Regions from separate parts of the Gossypium hirsutum genome. Here regions 1 and 3 are each linked to region 2. Evidence: chromatin contacts called from public Hi-C data. All regions are on one chromosome and are shown on one strand. The core of a region is the stretch at or near the end of the contact, and the rest is flanking DNA. Distances in the headings are between cores, read along the strand shown. Region 1 holds the start of LOC107895128 (thiosulfate/3-mercaptopyruvate sulfurtransferase 1, mitochondrial). Region 2 holds the start of LOC107895125 (phosphate transporter PHO1 homolog 7). Region 3 holds the start of LOC121202928 (pre-mRNA-splicing factor ATP-dependent RNA helicase DEAH7).

Region 1 (4,723 bases), core at 2,025-4,524, 150 kb before region 2:
AAACTATCCCAGGGTTTGCAGGAGGACATGGTTGTGTGGTCCACATGTTTGTGTGGCAGCCCGTGTGGAAGGGTCATGCCCGTGTGAGAAGAAAACTATCCTAGGCATGGTTTTGCCTCGATTCGCTTGTAAAAGAACACACACCAGACTTTTGGGTCTCGAACGACGATCCTCACATCCAAAACTAATTTGGGATACCTACAACGAGTCTTTTAGACGATATTTATGTGAGACTTAGATATTGTTTTCAAGATTCTCAAGATTTTCGGGAAAACACATAAAAGATTCGAAACCAATTTTGGAAAATTGACAAGAGTGACTTTGTTCCAAAATTCTAAAGTGCTACGTAATTGGAAATAAAAATACTTACTGATCTTTAATAGGATTATGATGGTTTTTTATGATAGATCCGACGATTAATGAACAAACAGGTTCAAATGAGGATTGATCTTGACTTGGGTTTCCAAAAGATCAATTTTCAAAAAAAGAATGTAAAAGTTTTATGAAAAGAAAAGAAAAGAATGAAAGAAGAGGAAGAATTTTAACGGGAAGAAAAAGAGGATTTTAATTTAGGTTTGAAAAGTAATTAGAATCAATGTATAGTTAGGAAAAAGTTATTGAATACTTAGGGTTTTAAAATTGGAGGGCTGATTAGACAATTAGCTCTTCTTGTCATCCAAAGAGAGGAAATGGAAAGGATGGTAGCATGACTTGAACCTAAGGACAAGAGTAGATGAAAAGCTTAACCACTTGGGTTGGTGCCCTTTCTTGGTTTATTTCCACCATATTTAATATTTATTATAATGTGGTTTTTATCCTTGGTTGCTAAAGCTAAAAAGAAAAGAAATGAGAGAGATGGGGTTTAAACCTAAAATCTCTTAAGAGTATACTAAACAGTTAACCATCAAGACCTAATTATTTGTTAATTGTTTATTTCATCTAACCTATTATATTTTGAAGCGTTACAATTAATATACTTGTTATTTGACTCAAAATATCCCGATGAAAATGCTTACAGTAGGGGTATTCATTGAGTAGAGTAGATGTAGCTTTACAAGCATCCTCTTCATGAATTCGAATATCCAACCTAAACATTAAAACGGTGCGCTGACCTTTCTTCTAAGCTTAATTTTTGAGCCGTTGCAAATTTTTCATTTATAACTTTATTACTCCATTATCCATCATTTAAAGTAATGATGTTTTTATTGATTATTTTTAGGGTAAAGTATAGAAATGATGAATAAAGTATTGTTAGCGTTCTATTTTGGTCACTAAATTTTTTACTTTTCCTATTTTGATCACTAAACTATTCAAAATAAAATTTTCGTCACTGACAATTAACAACTGTTTGAAATTTGACGGAAGTGCTGACATGAGATTTTTTTATTGGTCTAATAACAAATTTAGTCATATGATATTTTCATATTCTATTAATTTGATTCTAAAATTTTATATAAAAAATTATTTTAAAAAATAAAACAATATTTCACTAAAATTATAAAGTATTTGCATAAATAAATATTTCACTAAAATTTTTTGGAACATACTTTTTTAATTTAATTTCTCAATTATTTTTTTGAAGTTTTAATTTTTTTAACTACTAATATCATTTTCTTTGCTTTTTTTTATCATACCCATCACCTCCAAAAAGCTTCATTGACGAATAAAAAAACAAAAATGAAGCCTCAAATTGATGAATGAAAATTGAAACTTAAAATCAACAAAAAAAATTGTTTGAAAATTTTATTTAAACCACTTTATTCAACAAATGATCGGAAATTTCAAACACATTATAGTCTTCTTCAACAAATTGATTTAGCATTGGCATTATGTGAACTGTTATGTCAGTAAATTTATTAGATGTGAATGTTTTCATCTATTTTTAAGTGCTTTGACAAACTACGTAGTTAATGTTATAAAAGAAGCAAAAGAATTTGTCATTTTGTAAATGTTAATGGCTAAATTTATTGAATTTTTAGAATTTTAACTAAAATGAAAAAAAAATGTAAACATTGAGTGCTAAATTTGTTGAATATTTTATATTTATGATCAAATTGATAGATTATGTAAATATTAGGGGGCTAAAATTATTATTAGACTAATAAAAAAAGCTCACGTCAGTACTATATTAATATTCAAACGGCTTTTAACATTCTGTGATGAAAATGTTTGATTTCATAGAATTTAGTGACCAAAATAGAAAAAACTTTAAAAGTTCAGCGACCAAAATAGAACAACGACAATGTTTTAGTGACCATTTCTATACTTTACTCTTAAAATCTAATATAAAATATTATAAAATTCATTATTACTAAACATAAATATTTAATTATTTATATATAATATAATAAAATATTAATAAAATTCATTATTTTAATAAATTATTTAATATTAAATATTATTTTAATTTAATGATAAAATTTTAAAAATAATAATTTAAAATTTAAACAATATTCTTAATAAATTATTAAAAAATATTTATATTAATATTTTAATAATAAACATATATTACAATTTATTAATATTAAATAATAAATATTTTAATTATATATATAAACATTTGTTTAAATTATGGTTAACTTAATTTATCTTTTCTAACTTAAATGTGTCACCGTCCATTTTTATATATGTAATTTATATAATTTAAATTATGTGTGACTATCCATTGTCATTATTATAAATATTATCTTATTATAAAATCAATTTATATAGTCAAAAGGTAATACTATAACATTTTGTAATAAATATATTTATTTTGGATTTATTTCACTAAGGGCAACTTTAAAAAAATATTTTTAAGAAAATTTATGAAAGAAACGTGAATCCATTTTCCAAAATTAATTTGGCATAATTGCATTTTTACTTTTAAACTTTAAAAAAAGTTATTTTAACTTTCTATTTAAATTTTTTTTATCTCTTTTAGTAATTGAATTTGTTTTGATTGTCAAATTACTTCAAAATAAATGAAAAAATTAACATTTGTTAACTTTGTTGATGCATACATTAGTAAGTAATTAAAAATTTCAAATTTTTTATAATTTTTATATTTTTTAAATTAAAAAATTAATTAATTACTCACATAATAATCTATGTGTATATCACATTAACAAAATTAATGTTAACTTTATTATCTATTTTGAGATAATTTAATAAACAAAAAAAAGTTAAATGAATGCGAAAATGGTTTTATTTTTTATTTTTTATAAAATTGGATACCGAAATAAGTGATTATGCAAATTAATTTTCCAAAAGCTGTTTTAGCACGCCCAATCTTGCTCAGCCATTGATTGGCTCTGACACAATTACGAAGCAAATGGAACTTGATCCCAGATTGAACCCAACTCAAAACGAACCGGAAGGATCGAATATGCAAACAACCCGACCCGATCCGGCTTCCCCTTGAAATTCCAAATCCAAGTAGAGTTAAACCAACACGTTGTCCATATCAGTGTCCACAGTTCACTCCTTCTTGAAGCAGACGACAAAATATATAATCTCTCTCAACAGCCTCAAGCCCCTCTCTTTTTTATGTTTTGTGCGTAAATGGCATCATCCCTTCTCTCTAGAACTCTTTTGGGTCACCGCTTAATTCGATTTTCCTCGTCTCTCCCTCAGAACCCCTTGATTTTCTCTAATCTTTTCAATGTAAGTGACAACCTCTCTCTTTCTTTTCAAAATTATTATTTTGGGTTTTTTCTGATTGTTCTAATGGGTTTTGCTTTCTGGAAATCTGAAAAGTGAGTCCTTTTCTTTTGTCTTGCATGTGATTATTCTATCACTTGTATAATGGGTTTGAGTTCTGATTTTTTTTTTCAATTTTATATCTTCACCCCAAGTTTTGTATAGGGCTTTGACTATTGCTTTGGAGAATTTCATCTTTTCTTTAGTAAAAATGTATTTTTTATTTTACTGTTCTTACTTAAGGAATGCATATGCATAAGATTAAGATTGTTATCTATTCTGGGTGTTTGTCTTTTATTTTTATTTTTAATTTCTAGTTATGTTTATGTTTGCTGTAGCCGAAATAATGCATTAAAAGTATCTAATGCTCTGATGGGTACTTTTCTTTTTGACTTGAAATTTGGCTACTCTGAATAATTCACTAACATGGGCATGTTGCTCTGTGGTATTTTGATACTACTCCGTTATTGAGTACCTCTGGCTCTGGTGAAGACATTAACTTCGAACACACTGATTCATCTCGTAATAGTTTTTATGGTCACGTGGCTCAGTTCTTACGCTGTACTTTTATGTTACTTGCAGAAGAGAGAGTTCCGTGTACAGGCTGAGTCTTACCATACCACATATAAGGCCTCTGGTCAGCATTCTCGTTTAATGGCTTCTGCAGCAATTGAGACAAGAAGTAATTTTTCGACACAGTCTCTTTCTACCAATGATCCGGTTGTTTCTGTTGATTGGCTTCATGCTAATTTAAGGGAGCCTGATTTGAAGGTACTAATATTTATACGTGGACCAGTGACCCTTTTAAAATTTAAGCATTGTTTTTTTATGAAATTGTTTTGAACTTATTTAGTTTGGAAGTGTGGTTGTCATGAATGACAATATGACATCATATGCATTCGCCACTTTTGGTATTCTCCGCTTTATTCTCTGAGAATAGAAAGGCATACATGCAATATTATTAATTTTATAGTTAAGGTTTTGCATGGAACTAAATTAGCATGTTCATCGGCATCACCTTTCAATTTCTATGAGGTTATGA
Region 2 (4,430 bases), core at 423-2,922:
TACCGAAAACGATATAACAATGGCATGTAAGAGACAACACGCGGAAAAAAGATGACCCGCAAGGTTTACCAACTTTATTCTATCAAAGTATGGGAAGATATATTTCTTTTATATAATTCAACAATTATATTATAATGAACAACTCTAAATCTCACGAAATTCATATAAATTACAAAAATATTTAATTGCCATTTTTCTCTATAATTAAATTCACAACACATGGGAGTAGTAAAAAATGAAAGCGTGAATTAATTGTCCATTCCGTGGCCATTATTAAAAGGCCGTGCTTTTCTTTGACGTACTTTTTAAAGATAAAAATAGCAAACAGGGAATTGTGTGGGTTAGCAAACAAAAATCTACATAGCTATTGTTTTTCATAATTTATTACAAGCTAGTTAAAATGTGCTGTTAGACACTGTAATTGTATGTTTAAAAGTTAAAAATCCAGACCTCATATTTCTTCAATTTAAAAATTATAATCTAATTATTATCAGTTTCTATAAGAATTTATCAATTTAACGTGTTTGTTTTATATCAATCATATATCACATCATAAAATAATAACTTAATCAAAATTTCAAATTAATAAATTTACTTTCACTTTTAATTATTGAATTGAGATTTGTAAAGTAAGACGACTTAATTTTTAATTTTTTAAGTATAAGGATTAAGTCTTAAATTTTGTTAAAAACAAGATTAATAACATATTTTAACCTTTTAATTATTTACCTGGTTAATAGAAAAGGATTTTGTGCTATGTGCTGAACATTGTGCTTGAAAATATATGAATAAGACCATTGAAATAGAATTCAATAATCATGTGACTCATGCCTGAATTTTGTATGATAATTTATATTAACATGTGATATTTATAATTTGATTTATTAAATTTAAAAAATTCATACACAAGAGATTGAGATGATAAATAAAGTAAGATTTTAAGCATAACGAATTACATTGATAAATTTGAAATATTTAAAATTTAAAATATGAGGGAATATAAAATATTACCTGTAAAGAAAGGTAAGAGAAATTTTATATTTGGGAACCTGTTGGAAAAATAAACGCTTTAATTTTAATTTTTCTGATTTTAGGAAGCTTTAAATTTATCCAAGCTATGAACTTTTGCATCAATTTGATTGGGATAGTTAAGTAGGTTTCAATTAAAGGTAAATCATGGGAAAAGACAGGCATAGATTAATTTTTTATTTTTATTGTAAGTTTAAAATATAAAATTCTAATAAATCTCATGAAATAATTGTGGGCTTATATATCTATTTTAAGTTTTTGAAAATTTCAAGAAAAATCCAGACAAAAAAAATTAATATATTCTTTTATTTAATTGAAACAATAATTAAAATTTTTTTATTAAACATTTGTTTCGCATGCATGTATTTAAATTGTGTTATCTCATTTCTTATTAAATAAAAAAGTTAAATATTTTTTTTAAAAAAATGTACAATGAGATAGCTAGAAAAGATGTGGGAAGCTAAGCAAGAACAGGATTCGGTGACACGTAAGGGCTCAATCTTTTGAAGTGAATGATATTATTAAATTACATTTTAGATATATGGTTTTAATATCAAAACAAATATTAATTATAATAAATAAAAATACGCACTAAAATACTAAAAGTTCATTACAGGCGCATATAGCTGGCATATTTTATAAGCTACGAATTTAAAAAAAAAAAGTAGATTGAGAGATTGAAAGATCGTGAAAGTTTCCCTGTTCTCATTTCCATAAATCCTAAAGTTATAAAACATTAGTGCCTCTAACCCGTTTGATTGACCAAGTTCCTTCTGCTGTTTTGCTCATCTTTTCCTTCTATAACTTGAGGAGCAAATTAAGTATACTACATCGCATTGCCATAAAATGAAGTTTGGGAAGGAGTTTGCTTCTCAAATGGTGCCTGAATGGCAGGCAGCTTATGTGGATTACAGTTCATTAAAGAAATTTTTGAAAGAAATCCATGGTGTGAAACAAAAGTATCGGCAACCAGATACCCCAACTCGGCTTCAACGAGCATTGACGCTTTATAGAAGCTTTAGCGGTTTGGATCCGAGACGAAACAAAGGTGGGAGTTCATTCGACGATCATGATGTTGAAAACCAAGCGATTCTTGTGAATTCCGTGCGAGGAAATGGCTCAGGGAAGTACGAGACTACTTTTCTTATGGTTGCAGAAGAAGGGGCTGAATATGAGCAAGAGTTCTTTAAAAAGCTTGATAATGAGTTGAATAAAGTCGACAAGTTTTACAGGTCTAAGGTGAAGGAAGTTATGGCTGAAGCAGAAACACTTACCAATCAAATGCATGCTTTAATTGCTTTTAGGATAAAAGTAGATAAATTACAAGAGAATTTTGATGTTTCTGGTTCTAATGACAGTAAGTACTTTTTCTTCCAAGTTCTGCACAAGTTGTTTTCAATTTTACAGTTGAGACACCTTAATTTATAACAATTGCTTCATTTGCAGAAATCATGGTTCCCATGAATGCATTACAAGGCACAACTGAATCAGACAATGATGCTAAGCAATCCAGTAATGGCTGCCTAGAGATTCAAGAAGAGAACCCCAAGAAAGTAGTGAGCAGCATTAGACTTGCTCCACAAGAGGTGTTGAATCACGTGAAGTTGAATCAAGCTATTCAAGCTCCTTTCTCAGCTGCCAAAGTGTACTGTGCTAGCAATACTAACAAGACTCAAATGAATTTTAGCAAGGACAACCTAAAGAAAATCCAAAACCAACTGAAACAAGCCTTTATTGAATTTTATTACAAGCTTCGGCTTCTCAAGAACTACAGGTAACAAATGGCTAATAACCCATTGTATGTATTTGGTTCCCTTTTCCTTCTACTTTTTAACAAATGTATATTGATTAGTCTTCGATGCTTGTGTCTAAGAACAGCTTCTTGAATGTGTTAGCATTCTCTAAAATCATGAAGAAATATGATAAGGTATATATCTTATAAGCCTTCTTAACATCAAACATTATTCGGTGTCAACTCAACCAGGCTTGTCGGTACTGATTGTTCTTCTTTCTTGGGTCTCAGATCACATCAAGAAGAGCATCAAAGTATTATATGAGGACGGTGGATGATTCTTATATAGGCAACTCCGACGAGGTAGGTGGCTTCCCAGTAAAATACCTTGGTTTTGATAATTAACAATTCAAAATTCTAGTGTCATTGTTATTCGTACATAGATACTTTAGAAAAATTGAAGAATCGGGGAACATAAGCTTGTTGTTTCAGGTAACTAAGCTAATGGAAAGGGTAGAAGCCACATTTATCAAACATTTCTCAAATTCAAACCGAAGTAAAGGGATGAACCAGTTGAGACCAAAATCAAAGAAAGAAAGGCATAGTACATCATTTGGCACAGGTAATCATTATACCCATTTAATGCCTTTTACCCCTTAAAGAAGATATTTATTGGAAAATTGATGTTTCAGGCTTCTTTGCCGGCTGCACAGCGGCCCTCATACTAGCTCTGGTTTTGATTATACATGCCCGCAATATCCTCGATAAGGAAGGAAGAGTTCAATACATGGAAAGCATGTTTCCAGTATATAGGTTATTTTCTTTTACTATTTTACTCCACTCTGTTGTTTCAGCTACACTGCAAATGTGACAAATTTAACAAAGTCATCTTAACTATGAACATTGCAGTTTGTTTGGGTTCATGGTTCTACATATGCTCATGCATGCTGGGAATATATACTTTTGGAGGCGATACAGAGTTAATTATTCCTTCATATTTGGGTTCAAGCAAGGAACAGAGCTGGGCTTTCGAGAAGCTCTTTTCTTGAGTTTTGGCCTTGCAACGCTAGCACTGATCAGTGTGGTCTCCAACCTTGACATGGAAATGGACCCTAAAACTGGAGATTATAAAGCATTAACTGAGCTACTTCCTTTAAGCTTGCTTTTGGTAAAAACTAAAAACTATTTCACTTCATAATCGCAAATCCCAGTTCAGCAAAACCATTTTTTGATCTATTTACTTTTTGCTTTCTCAACCAGCTTGTGATAATTGTATTGCTTTGTCCTTTCAACATCCTTTATCGCTCAAGTCGCTTCTTCCTGCTCAGAACTTCGTTTCGTTGTATCTGTGCGCCCCTCTACAAGGTAAATATATATCGTTTGTTGAATCAGAAGATTTGGGAACCTTTCAGTTGATTTTCAGCAAAGATGGTCCGTGACTTGTAATATTGATGCAGGTAAAATTTCAAGATTTTTACTTGGCAGATCAGTTTACTAGTGAGGTACAAGCATTTAGAAGTGTGGAATATTACATTTGCCATTATGGTTGGGGAGACTTCAAACTCAGACAAAACACATGCAAATCGAATGACATATTCAACACTTTTTATTTCATCGTTGCTGTAGTCCCCTACTGGTCTCGTCTCCTTCAGGTATTTTCACTTCTATA
Region 3 (4,842 bases), core at 1,323-3,822, 190 kb after region 2:
GCATGAATCTAAAAGAGCACAAACTCTAAGAAGTATGTTGAATTCATAAGCTATCAAGGACTTCCTCAAACCTAAATGTTTTAGTTCCAAGTAATCAAGTTTGAATACATTAATCCATCATCTCCATACCACCCAGCCTCAGAAACATGCACAAACGTAATTGTTTCGCTTGACAATCCAAATGCAAATGATATTAGTTCAGAGATACAGTACCCAATCATGCATCCATTCAGTTTGAAGTATCACATACCAGGTGTCCTACTTTCATATCTATTCCGGCTTCTTCTATAATCTTCACCATATCGGCCATGGGTGTCTCTTCTATCATCATAATAGTGTCTTTTTCTTGCAATCCTGTGCTCATTTCTAGAATCATCACTGGAACCTCTTCTCTCCATACCATGATCTTCTCTCTCATACCTTAAACTCCTAGAAGAGACAGTACGGGAACTCTGACTAGGTGAAGCTGGAACCTTCAATTGAAAGAATAATCAGATGCATACAAGGTTTGATATGTTTGCAGAATAATATATAGCTATATTTAAAACAAAAAGAATACCAGAATGATATTGACAGCAAGTTATACACTTACATCCGAACTCCTATGTTCTCTTGAGCGAGGAGTACCAAATGTATCATCACTTCCTCCACTGTCTAGCGTAACTCCACTTTCTGCAATATAGCAACAAAAGAAATTTAATTGAATAACAGAAGGAAAACATAAACACAGCAAGAGCATAAAAAAGAAAAGGAAAAAAATGTCCTCCAGACACAAGGGGCATCAGGGCTTGTTAAAACAAGGGATTACTAGTGAAAAAGGTATATACTATCAGAATCACCATGTTTGACCCCTGCCCCCACTAAAAATAAAAAAACAAAAAAATTCCGCCAGACCCCAACCTTTTCTTCCACACTAAAGGCAAATGACGAACACTAAACACAAGGTTAAGAAAGCGTGAGTTGAAAATCCATCTTAATTCTTAAATCTTAAATGTCAAAACTGGTCATCAGCATGCAAACGACTTGGCTGTATAACTTCCGCAATAAGTTATGCTGTCATCATACTATGCCTCAAATCAAATATATAGGTTACCCATCCACAGAGAGAAATGCATGTATAGGCATAAATAACATCATCTCCTTCTGCCAAATACATTAGACAGTTTGTGGAGAGGAGAGACCAAAAAACAATCATTAATTGTAAGAACAGATTACGCCTGGCCTATATGCTTCTATGCCACCTTAACTAGAAACTATTTCACAGGATTGATTGCCAAATACTCAAGCATGCACTTAAACATCAAGTTTTGAACCAAAAAAATTGGAGCCAAGGGAATAGGAACAATAAATCTTCTCATTATCAGCATATGATGATTTAGTTATGTTGCTGCTTACTATAAAAGTTTTACATTTAAAAAAGAAAAAACGGTTTCTTAATTAAAAACCATTACTAAGCTTATTAAAGACAAAATAAAAATAAAAAGCTTACCAGAATTAGTTGTTTCACTAGCTGTCTTATCACGATAGCGTCTGTTAGTGTGGCTTCGGCTGCCATTTGTAACAGTACTCCTAGTTTCTTCAACTCCAGAAGATTCAAACCCCTCATCCACATCAACAGATGCCGCAATGCAGGTTATTTTTTCTTTTGGAACCTTGAATCCATCATCAACTTTAGGATTTCCTTGCTTCTCTCTAGCACCAACGTCCAAACCTAATAACTTAAAAAAATTCAATCAACAAACAGAAGGCGAATTGGAGGCAGAAATACCTTAAAGAAACATTCAACTGCATGCTGTAATGGTATCCATAGGAAGAAGAAAACGGTAAGGTATTACAGATAATTTAAAATGTAAAAGTGCCAAGCAAATTTGGGCAACAGAACTAAAATGTCATTACTTTTTTTTTCTCTTTTTTTAGACAAAGAGAGAATTGAATAGAATCATGGGTCATGGTAAGATATCAGAGAAAACAGAGCGGTGAAAGTACTCTCAAGAACAAAACCATCAGAACAGACCGTACACGGAGGAGCAATTATTACTATGAAAGCTGAATAAGAGCACAAAAAACACTACTTTAAAGACAGTTTGCTATCCAAAGTCACAGAAAACATAGCTAAGTAGAAGAAAACCAAAAGAATCAGGTCATCTAAAAATTTCACCCCCAAACCCTAAATTGATACTTGCACATGAACAAGATTTTGAAAGTGAAGCGGCAAGACTACTAGCAAACTTACTCATAGTTAATCTATACAATAAGGTTGAGATGAATGATATATCCTTCGTTTCCCGAACTCAGCAATTTGGGATGCAGTACCCAACACGATCCGACAGGGATTCCAACACGGGATACGGGTCAGATCCGGAAAAAAACAGCGGACACGGCGGTGTGGGAGAACTGAGATGAGAAGAGAAGAAAAGGAACAAAAAAAAATTGATTTGCCGAGACGAGATGGAGATGGACGATGGTAGGATGAAGATGACGATAGAAGAAGGGAAAAGACTTTAAATAATTGAAAAAAAGAACTTCCCGTGTAATGAATGCAGTACCCTATATTTGTATTTGGTTTAAATATGTGAGAGGTGCCTATACTCTTTTGAAATTTAAAAGGACGTCTCTACATTTTAGTTTTGAGATATTAAATTTTTTATTTTTTTAATTTAAAAAACTTTATTTCTTTATCTAATTTTGCGGTTAAATTATTAATGTAGCAATTAAAAAATGGTAAAATAATTTTGTAGTCTTCAAAGTTTATAATTTTTATTAATTTGGTTTTATAATTTTTACTAATTTAGTCGTTATTTTTTAAAAGTATATAAATATTATAAAAAAATTTTAAAGTTCAAAAAAATTAAAATCTTTTAAAATTCATTTTAAAATTTTATATCATGAAGAATATAAAAATTTTCAAAATTTAGAAAAATATATATTATTTACTCTTTAAATAATAATTAGAAATGTTCACTAGTAGTAGAACCCACCTAGCCCAAAATAGGGTTAGGCTTAGATTTATATTTTTTAACCTTAGGCTAGCCGAACTCAGCTTGTTTTACCATTTAAAATAATAAAAATGTAAACAAGTTATATTGATATTTTTTTAATAATTAAATTTAAATATAATTTTTTTATTGTTTTTAAACAATGAAATGAGTGATTCAAGTAAAGCGAGCTTGAAGTTGGAAAAGTTTTTGAAATTAGGCATTGGCATAACCTGGTCTGGCTTGGCCCACTAATATTTTTAATGGTAATAAAACTTTTGCAAAGTTTGAGCTATTCAATCAATTCTTATTCGATCACGGCGAGGGGCAAGGCAAAATAGAAAAACTCACATTGGGTTTAAGCATATTCAGGCTTGAACTGATACTTCCAACACGTCAAGGTGACACTCTACCGCTGAGTTATCTCCTTTTCCCACCCTCATCAAGAAATAGAACTGACTAATCCTAAGCCAAAGGATTAGGTAACTCAACAATGCTACTACTATTGAACAACTTGGCACAACTGGGGTATCCTAGATGTAATACCTCCTACCAGTATTCATTGCCAGAATAGGGTATGAGGCATTGCCGGAGTTTACAAATTAATTTTTTTACTCAATATAGCCCCTTTATAAATATTTAACCTTCCCTGCAATATTAAACCGAGACTAATCCACATCAACCAATCCAATTCAACATATTTTCAAGATAGATTCATGCATTTTTATAAGATAACCTCATCACATACCAAAACCAAGATTTGTTAGCCATACCAATAGCTGACCTTACATTCATATCACATTAACATTTACTTTATTAGCTTATACATGCCATTGATTTCCAAAATAAAGTTTCTTGATATACCAAAATCTTGAAGTTGATAGTGTGATGTGTCTCCGACCAAGTCCGACCTCCGAGCTCTTAACACTACAAAACAGGGAAAAAGGAAATAGGGTAAGCACTTTGTGCTTAATAAGCTCATGTAACAAGAATTATACTTACCTAATATTTTCAATACAGTGAAATAAACATTCATATATCCATTCAATGCATTATTACCCTAACATGCACAAACTCAACATTCAAGTTAGTACAATGATTTCCATGTGTCAATAATATATATACCATGATTGATGAGCTCATCAATACCATGATTTCCATTCCCTTATTATTTTTCCATATTTATCCCATTGAAGTTCTTGGAATTTTCGATGGATTTTCAGAGGTACACTTTTAGTGTACATTTCCGGGTCCGTCAATTCATATACATGTGAGCACAGTTCCATTTCAGAGAGCACACTTCCGCGAACCTCATCCTTACAGTGGGATTACCAATCCAGGCTAAATCTCTTATAATATAAACTCATAGAGTATTGTCGGAATTACCAGTCCAGGCTAAATCCCCTACAACGACAATTACTCTAATGAGCTTGGATCTGAATTACCAGTCTAGGCTAAATTCAGACCCTAATTCGGATTACCCGTCCGGGCTAAATCCATTTTACACATATTCTTCGGGAGGGCTATATCAGGATAGGATCACCCGTCCGGGCTAGATCCTTTTTACCGTCAATTCCTTTTTAGAGATCCATCGAATTTTCCTTTCATTCAACCGGGATTTCTTCCCTTTTTTATCAAATATATCAATGTTTCATCAATTTTCATACAATGAACATTCAAATTATATTCATCAATAACATACATTTCAAGTATTTAAGAATATAATTCAAGTTACATGAACTTACCTCGATACTTGTTCGTATACACAAATCTACTGATCCCAAACTTTTTCTTTTCCTCGATCTAGCTTCGTATTTGAATCTTCTGGATCTAAATAAATAAATATAATTATCAATTTAATACATTT

The links. A called contact is a pair of places that touch in the nucleus more often than the background predicts.
Region 1: a contact with region 2 is called in a Hi-C map of leaf, with 3 times the contacts expected there. The contact joins the promoter of LOC107895128 here to the promoter of LOC107895125 in region 2. A contact is called at or near these places in 11 of 34 Hi-C or Micro-C datasets (anther, leaf, petal and 1 more).
Region 3: a contact with region 2 is called in a Hi-C map of leaf, with 3 times the contacts expected there. The contact joins the promoter of LOC121202928 here to the promoter of LOC107895125 in region 2. A contact is called at or near these places in 8 of 34 Hi-C or Micro-C datasets (callus, leaf, petal and 1 more).

What each region holds. Positions count from the first base shown.
Region 1 is chrA13:89,060,315-89,065,037 of Gossypium_hirsutum_v2.1, reverse strand. It overlaps LOC107895128 (thiosulfate/3-mercaptopyruvate sulfurtransferase 1, mitochondrial), which reads left to right and starts at 3,274. Exons shown (of 12, transcript XM_041085151.1): 1 at 3,274-3,645; 2 at 4,267-4,452. The coding sequence starts at 3,544.
Region 2 is chrA13:88,905,833-88,910,262 of Gossypium_hirsutum_v2.1, reverse strand. LOC107895125 (phosphate transporter PHO1 homolog 7) reads left to right here and starts at 1,672. Exons shown (of 12, transcript XR_001683414.2): 1 at 1,672-2,386; 2 at 2,476-2,803; 3 at 2,908-2,956; 4 at 3,053-3,124; 5 at 3,254-3,383; 6 at 3,454-3,574; 7 at 3,671-3,929; 8 at 4,022-4,126; 9 at 4,219-4,413.
Region 3 is chrA13:88,717,909-88,722,750 of Gossypium_hirsutum_v2.1, reverse strand. LOC121202928 (pre-mRNA-splicing factor ATP-dependent RNA helicase DEAH7) reads right to left here and starts at 2,572. Exons shown (of 15, transcript XM_041085144.1): 1 at 2,234-2,572; 2 at 1,490-1,711; 3 at 593-672; 4 at 251-473. The coding sequence starts at 2,237.